Regions from separate parts of the Arachis hypogaea genome. Here region 1 is linked to region 2. A link is a contact called in public Hi-C data. All regions are on one chromosome and are shown on one strand. The core of a region is the stretch at or near the end of the contact, and the rest is flanking DNA. Distances in the headings are between cores, read along the strand shown.

Region 1 (3,766 bases), core at 58-2,557, 390 kb before region 2:
GAACAATCCGCAGGAAGTGGATACTGATAGAAAGCACCAGAAACAGTATCATTTTCCACCCTTTTCCTGAACACAACAAGGTTGAGATCACCAACAGAACCAACATGCAGAACGGTGGAAGATCTTAGCAACGATGAAACCGGTGTTGCAGACCTAATGAGGTCGTTGGGGATGGAATTGGAGCCAGTGGGACCCACAAGAAGGGCACCGACACCACCTGGCTTTAGAACACGCTCAACCTCAAGAACGAGCAACGCAGGAACAGAAACCTTGTCAAGATCCCTTGACAGCACGAAATCGAATGAACAGTCCTGGTAATTGAGCTCGTACACGATTTTCTTCTGCTTGAGGGAGAAGAACCGGTGCCTGTGGACACCGGTAACGCTGGAGAATCCCATGTGCTTCATGGCGGCGACGGCCATCGCCGAACCTTCTCCGACGCAGAGGCTCTTGGCTCCGCAATTCAGCAGTTGCTTCTTCATAAGGTCGTTGACCACGTTGACCGTCAAGTTTTCGTCTTTCTCGCAGTAGAAGGAGCTCCAGAAAGTGCTGAGCACGCGGCTCTGCAGAGTGGCGTTTTCGAAACGCATTTCGGAACCCGCGGCGACGCAGTCGGTGTAGGTCAGTGTCACCGGAGCTAAGTCAGCCAAGTCGAAGGCGGAGAAGGCGCGGAGCAGAGAAACGATCGAGATGGCGGAAGCGAGCATGATTGAGCGGAAGAACACGCGCCTCGCTATGGACCCCTTCAGGATCTGGAGTTTGATGGCTTTGGCATCCATGGGATTCGAGGATTGAAGATAACACCAATAAAGAAAAATTTAAAATAAAAAAAAAAAAGGAAGCTCGGAGTTCGGTTGATTGATTGAACACAAGAAAGGGTTCTTGAAAGATTTGAAAGCCGGAAAGTGGAGAAGAAGAGATGATTAGCGAGTGCAAAACCTGGAGGAGGTGTGATTTCCACCCACGAGGACGCCCATTGAGATTTGGAACCTTAACCAGACCCCCCTTGGAACCCTTTTCGGTGATGATTCATACCATAATCCCCCACCCATCATCGTCCCCATTGTGCCCCCCTCACATTCAGTTCCTTACTTCATCCTCCCAACTCCAGCATCAAATCAATATTCTAACAAAAATTGAAAGGGTGCTATGAGTAAAAAACCCTAGGTAGATCTGAAGCAGAGGTGGAGATGGAGCGAGTGTGTGTCTCTGAAGAGATTGGGAGTTGAGTGAGTGTAGATCTGGGGAAAATATAGGACCGGGAAATGGGGGGTGATTGCGTGTTACGCAGTAAGGTAAGGACCAGCGAAGGTGTCATCTATTATTTGCTGCCATGGCCCATGCGATGCAAAATGTTAGCTACGTGGCATAATATCGTCGACCATCCTCTCCTCTTGTTACATCACCATCCTATTTTCTCTGCTTTTTAAAAATTACAAAGTTAATATTTTGTATTTTATTAATTGAAAGTTTTCTGTATTTGCATTTCTTTTTTTGTTATAAGTTAAGAATATTTTCAAAATCATTTATGAAAATACATTTTAATTATTTTTAAAAATTAACTTTAATATACAAATTTTAAATAGACCTATATAAATAAATAAAAATTGTCCCTAAATATTAGTTATTATTATCCAAAAATTTTACAAGGATAAAGAGGTATCAATAAATTTGTGTCTTTTATTTAATTTTACGTCATGTTTTTAAGGATTTTTTTTAGAAATAAAATAAAAAAAAATCATATTTTCTCAAACATTATTTTTAAATTTTAATTTTTTAAATACGATTTTTTTAGAGCAAATTCGTCGCACCGCCAATGAGTTATAACTCAAATGGCATAATCTCCCCATACTTATTCAAGAGGTTGCGGGTTCGAGTCTTCCTATTAAAAAAGTTCTCTATAAAAATGAGAGTTCGCCTTCGCCTTACCCCGCGCGAATTCACTTCAAATATTTTAAACCCTACGTTTTTAATCCATTTTAATTCATTATCATCATCTCCAAAATAGATTAAAAACGTGGAGTTAAAAATATTTGAAGGGAGTTCGCCGAGAGTTGAGCTAACTCTATAATTTTTATAAATTTCATCGGGAGTACGGTGAACTTGCTCTAAAAAAAAATCGTATTTGAGGAATTAAAATCTAAAAATAGTGTTTGAAAAAATATGAATTTTTTTTATTTTATTTCTAAAAAGAATCTTGTTTTTAAAGATTGCTAAATCGTACCATTTTAATAGCTACCTCAATATTACGCTCATCAAAAATGAGTTCTAATAAAATCATGCATATACTTATCAAATTTTAAAAATTATTTAATCGATAATGTATTTTAGGAATTTTTTATCAATGCTTAAATTTTTTAAATACTAAATTCATAGTTAATTCTTATTAAATAGTTTATGAATTTTAAAATTGTAAAGTAAATTTTTTATTATTTTTAATAAATTTTGGTAGTTCAATATAAAATTAAAACATTTTAACTACAAATTTACGTAGTACATATTTAATAATGTAAAAGTTTAGAAACTAATAATTACTAAACAATGATAAGAGATTAAAGTGACCATTAGAAAAAATTAGAGGTTATTTTTAAAGTTTATTTTACTCTAAATAATAGTATTATGTCTATATGCATGTATGTATACTTTAATGATGATGTGAGTGTATATATCTTTGTTTATCAATTTTTTTATGGCAATATATATATATTTCAGAAGCTAAGCATGTTAAGCATAGATCTAAAAATTACATCGGATCGATTAATTAAATTAGTCTAATTGCAAATTAGATAGTAATATGATTTGGTTTATCGTTTAAAATCGACAATTTTAAAATTGTTCTTAAACCATTGAATTGATTGAGAATTGGCTGTCGAACCGAATTAAAATTTAGCTGATTTTATTGAAACGACATCATTTTATTATTAAAAAAATAGAAAGAGAAAGAGATGGAATTTCCTTCTTAAGCTCTCGAGTCCTTTGTCTCATCCTCAAACAAAGCTTTTCCTCCCCCAAAAGCCAAAATAGAGAAAAGAGAAAGCGAGGAACTCTAAGACAGTGGTCTCCCCCACCGCTGCAAGGAGTGAGAGTTGCTGTCGCCGTCTGTGGCGCTCGGGCACCACTTTGTCTGCGCTTCTTCTTCTTTCAACACACTACAAGAAAAACGTTGAGTATCGTCGGGTTTAGCGTCACAGAGTAACGACGGACTTACCGTCGGATTTACCAGCGATAACGACGTCAAATTCGTAAGGTTAAGTAATTATCGGCAGATTCTACTTTCCGACGATAAATCCGCCAGTAATATTTGGAGGAAAAATAAGTTAAATTGGATGTACAACCATCCCTGACCCAGCTACACGAAGATCTCCGCTGAGACCAGGGAGCAATGGTTTCAGAAATGGGCAGTAATTATCTTTTTTTTTTTAGTTTTAAACATTTTTATCTAGTTTATATCTTCTATCTTGTTTAACTAATTTTAAAGTTTTTTTTGTTGTAGTTGCACTTTAGGTGGGACACTGAGCACGACCTTACCATCAGGAAGATATTCGACCATAGTATGGGTCGGTGATTCCGGCAGATGCTGGATGATGTTCATTAGGGGCGGACGACCTGGCTCCGCTTGGAATTAAAGAAGACTCTGTTTGTTCATTGAGAGACTGATAAGGGGTTCCGACATCGGCGTCTCACCAACAGAGCTAATAGGGCCTCAGCCAGGTCGTCCAAGTACACTGGCGGCTCAACGACTCTCATGAAGACTAAGGTCAGGCTG
Region 2 (3,820 bases), core at 1,089-3,588:
TAATGTGAGATATTCGTTTTTCAATCCTTCATCATTGACGAAGAAAGATCATGACTTTAGTTTTATCCTTTTGAAATGCTTTATTGTCAGCATTAATGGTATCTCCAAGATCCATTAAATCAAGATAAATTTCAGTATCTAATATCTATAATAAGTAATTCTCTCCATATATATTAAGAGTATTAAATTTAAGATGAGAAAATTTTGACATAATAATATAAATTTATTAGATATGTCTTTCTGAATTTTGTTCAAAACTTTATGCTGATAAAGTGGTGTAAAATAAAAAATAGGAAAGAAAAATAGATATAAAATAAAAAAGTGTAAAAAACTCTAGTATTAATATTCTCTAATATAAGTATTTCAATATAATTGAGATAATTCATATGTTTCTTAATAATATATTCACTCTTTCATGCATATGTTATTCTTGAGAGTACAAATATATGTTTTCTTATATTATGTTGTGGATCATACCATATGACTCTATGACCCTATTTATACGTGTACAAATTTACCTTTTTCCTATTTTCATTAAACTTGAGTCTTCCATGAGAATCTTAGGGATCTCCATTGTTTGGTTTTAATTTTATTTCATTTTGGGCCCAAACAATACCGCATAAGTATTTGTGAAATCATATATTATAAAAAAATAATTTAAAATTCAATGTGAAATTATCACTCCAATACTTGGTTTCATTTCAATTTAACGTTACATAACAATATTACAATGTTCGGTTAATGGATTTAATAGATATACAAATGGTAACATTTTACTAGTTTTTCTTTAAAATGATATGATATTTTTTTACTGATACTAATATCATTTCAAAGATTGTATTCAATGCAAGTTTTAATTTCAAATCAGTTTAGTTACCGTAAAAGTCAAAACTAATACCCAAAAAATATCCTATTGAAGTTGCTCTTATGCCGCTCATTCTTTGAAGACTTGTGCTTCCCAAGTTTCATTGAATGGTTGAAAGGGTCATGGCCAATTTAACGATGGGCATCCATATCATAACACTTCAAACTCTTCATCGCTTTTACTATTATAACCTATCCAATCTATATTGGGTTTTGAAAAATCAACATCATGGATTTTTTCGAACTCAACATACAACTCAATAATGAGGCTTGTTCTCTAGTTTAATGGTAGGTAGAAAATATTTCTTACTTACTAGCTTCATCAACCACATGTATTATTTGAAATTAAACAAAACCATCAAATACTAGCACAAACTACCTATACAATATTTGTCACTATCTTCAACACTTGATGAGCTATATTTTGAAAAAGTACACTTTTAAACAATAATAACAGATAGATTCTCATATAAAAAACTCACATCCTCATATATATTAGGTAAAATCTGACCATTGTAATATATTTTTAAACTAACATAACCTTCCATTCTATACTCATCACACTCACTCAAAGTTTTTCACTTCATATACAGAATAAAACTCTTAAAAGGAAGAACAACTCCAAAATTTTTCACTTCAAATGCAGAATAAAGCTCTCAAAATGAAGAACAACTCCACTTCTGCGTTTCACCACAAGACAACACAACACTTATTTTATAGTTGATTTTATATTTTTTAATTCCTACTAGCACAAAATGTTGCTGGTATTTTTACAAAATGTTGTCGACTTTTTTATTTTTCTGCAACGCGTTAATGGTGTTTTGACCAGATTATATTTTAAAAACATGCCGAATATCAAAACATCAACGGCGCTTTAAATTTTTTAATTAGAAAAAATTAAAATATTGGGGCAGTGCCATTTTGTGAATCAAACTTTGTTTTTATTTTTTTAATCAAAACGCAGGCATCATTTTGTATTTAAAGAATTAAAAAATATTGACATTTTGTGTCTTTCAAAAGGTGAAAATTGTCCATAGCAACGTAAAACTCACTTACACAAAAATAACGAAGCATATCACACAATTTATTACAATATAAAAGAAATGAGCTTAAATTGTCACTTTCCATTTAATGATTATATATACTACATGTATAAAAAAAATACAAATTTATAGGAAAAAATAAAATCTCTTCTTAATTATCTTTTTTTAAAAAATTTATTATTTGTAAGGAGTTTTTGTGTAATTTAACGAAGAATTAACTAAAAAACATTCAAATACAAATTCCACCAAAAATACAATTGAATGGAGTCAAAGAAAATCGATACAATAATAATATACAAAGAATTGTTAGTTGTTAAAGCACTTCTCTTGCCAAAATGCTTGAAGGATATGAAGGAATAATAATTAGTTAGTTATTGTGAGTGATTCTTTTTTTTTTTTTTAACTTTTTGACTTTGAGGCATCAAACTTTAAAATGTTTAACACCAGAAATTAAAAAAAAAAAAGTTGAAAATGTCTGCTTCAATCTTAGTTGCCACTTGTCTCCAACCATTTCTAATTCCATATTCTCTTCATCTCTCTCTCTCTTTCCAACTTCCACGATCTGCATCAACATTCATTCCCTCAAAACACATTACTAAGACTTGTCTGAATTTCCATTGTTCATATGATACTTGAATAGTTGTGTTGCTTTGAGCTTCTTTGTGTTCTCCACTGAATTCCTTCACTTCAGCTATGGCAACTCAGCAACAAGAACAAGACTTTCCAATGCACAAAGAACAAGTTGATGGTATCACTACCACTGCTACCGTAGCTCACACTGCAATTCATAAGGTAAATTTTCATTTATTTATTTGTTCATTTTTCTATTTTTCTTAAAGTTTACAGCTAACTGTTTCTACTTTCGGCAACTTATATATCTCCAATAGAATTCATATGGGGAACTGTGTTTTGTTCTTGGTTGATACCTTTTGTCATTGATCATATCTTCCCCCTGTTTCTGACCAATAGGAACTTTAGCTGTAGCTGAGTATTGGAATTTGAACGCTTAAAAGATTCCAATTATCCATGAGCATCAAAGCATACTCATAGTGCATGTAACTATTAGTACTAACTAGGCTGATTAGATTCCTAAACTACACTATTGAAAAACTTGTATAGTTTTCCTTTTGTTTCATTGGATGCCTATTGATTGGTGCTGGTTAAATTCCAAAACTACATTACTGGAAACTTCTATACTTTTATTTTTAAACTATTAAAATGGTACCTGAAAAAATCTGATGCTGACAAAAATAACTCAAAAGACGATTATGGATTCTATGGCTGTCCTATACACTCAGTGGCATATTTAAAAGTTACATGAAATTAGATTGTGTTCATGACATAATTTTGTGGTAAAACATCACATGCATAAGGCATATGCATTCCATGAGAAAAAGGGTAACCGTCATTGGTGTAAATCTTCATAATTGAATTGGTAATGCTCCATCTGAAACACATGTATGAGAGACATTTGCATCTGAAGCTTAACAAAGGCTATGTATGATTCTTCATGTATAGGGTGTAGAATCAAGTGAAATAACTGAACTACCTAGTAGACAACATGGAAGAAGGCAAAATCTTATGTTGGAGATACCTGCAAGAAATCTTGATGAAGCAAGAGAGGAATTCTTGAGAATTAACATGCCTTCTACAAGTCCTGCTTTCTCCAGTATCAATGAGTTACAACCAAAAAATAAATCAAATATTAAGGCCCTTATTCCCAAACTTAGCTTTAAGTTAGGGAACACTGAAAAGGCTTCCATTCTAGCACTTGAAGGTTCTTCCACAGAGGTGCCGAAAAAGCCTATGATTTCGAGGACATTATCTCTTACAAAGTTGATCACACCTAGAGGGAAGAAGATGTCATCTTTACCCGTGACACCAATTGGAGGAAACACAACCAATATGACAAC

The links. Hi-C and Micro-C count contacts between places; a contact is called where the count stands out from the background.
Region 1: a contact with region 2 is called in a Hi-C map of leaf, with 3 times the contacts expected there. The contact joins the promoter of LOC112759170 here to the promoter of LOC112759156 in region 2. A contact is called at or near these places in 4 of 8 Hi-C or Micro-C datasets (leaf and an unstated tissue).

What each region holds. Positions count from the first base shown.
Region 1 is chr16:40,780,962-40,784,727 of arahy.Tifrunner.gnm2.J5K5, reverse strand. LOC112759170 reads right to left here and starts at 1,307. Exons shown (of 1, transcript XM_025807988.3): 1 at 1-1,307. The coding sequence starts at 779.
Region 2 is chr16:40,394,662-40,398,481 of arahy.Tifrunner.gnm2.J5K5, reverse strand. LOC112759156 reads left to right here and starts at 2,338. Exons shown (of 8, transcript XM_025807977.3): 1 at 2,338-2,699; 2 at 3,426-3,820. The coding sequence starts at 2,601.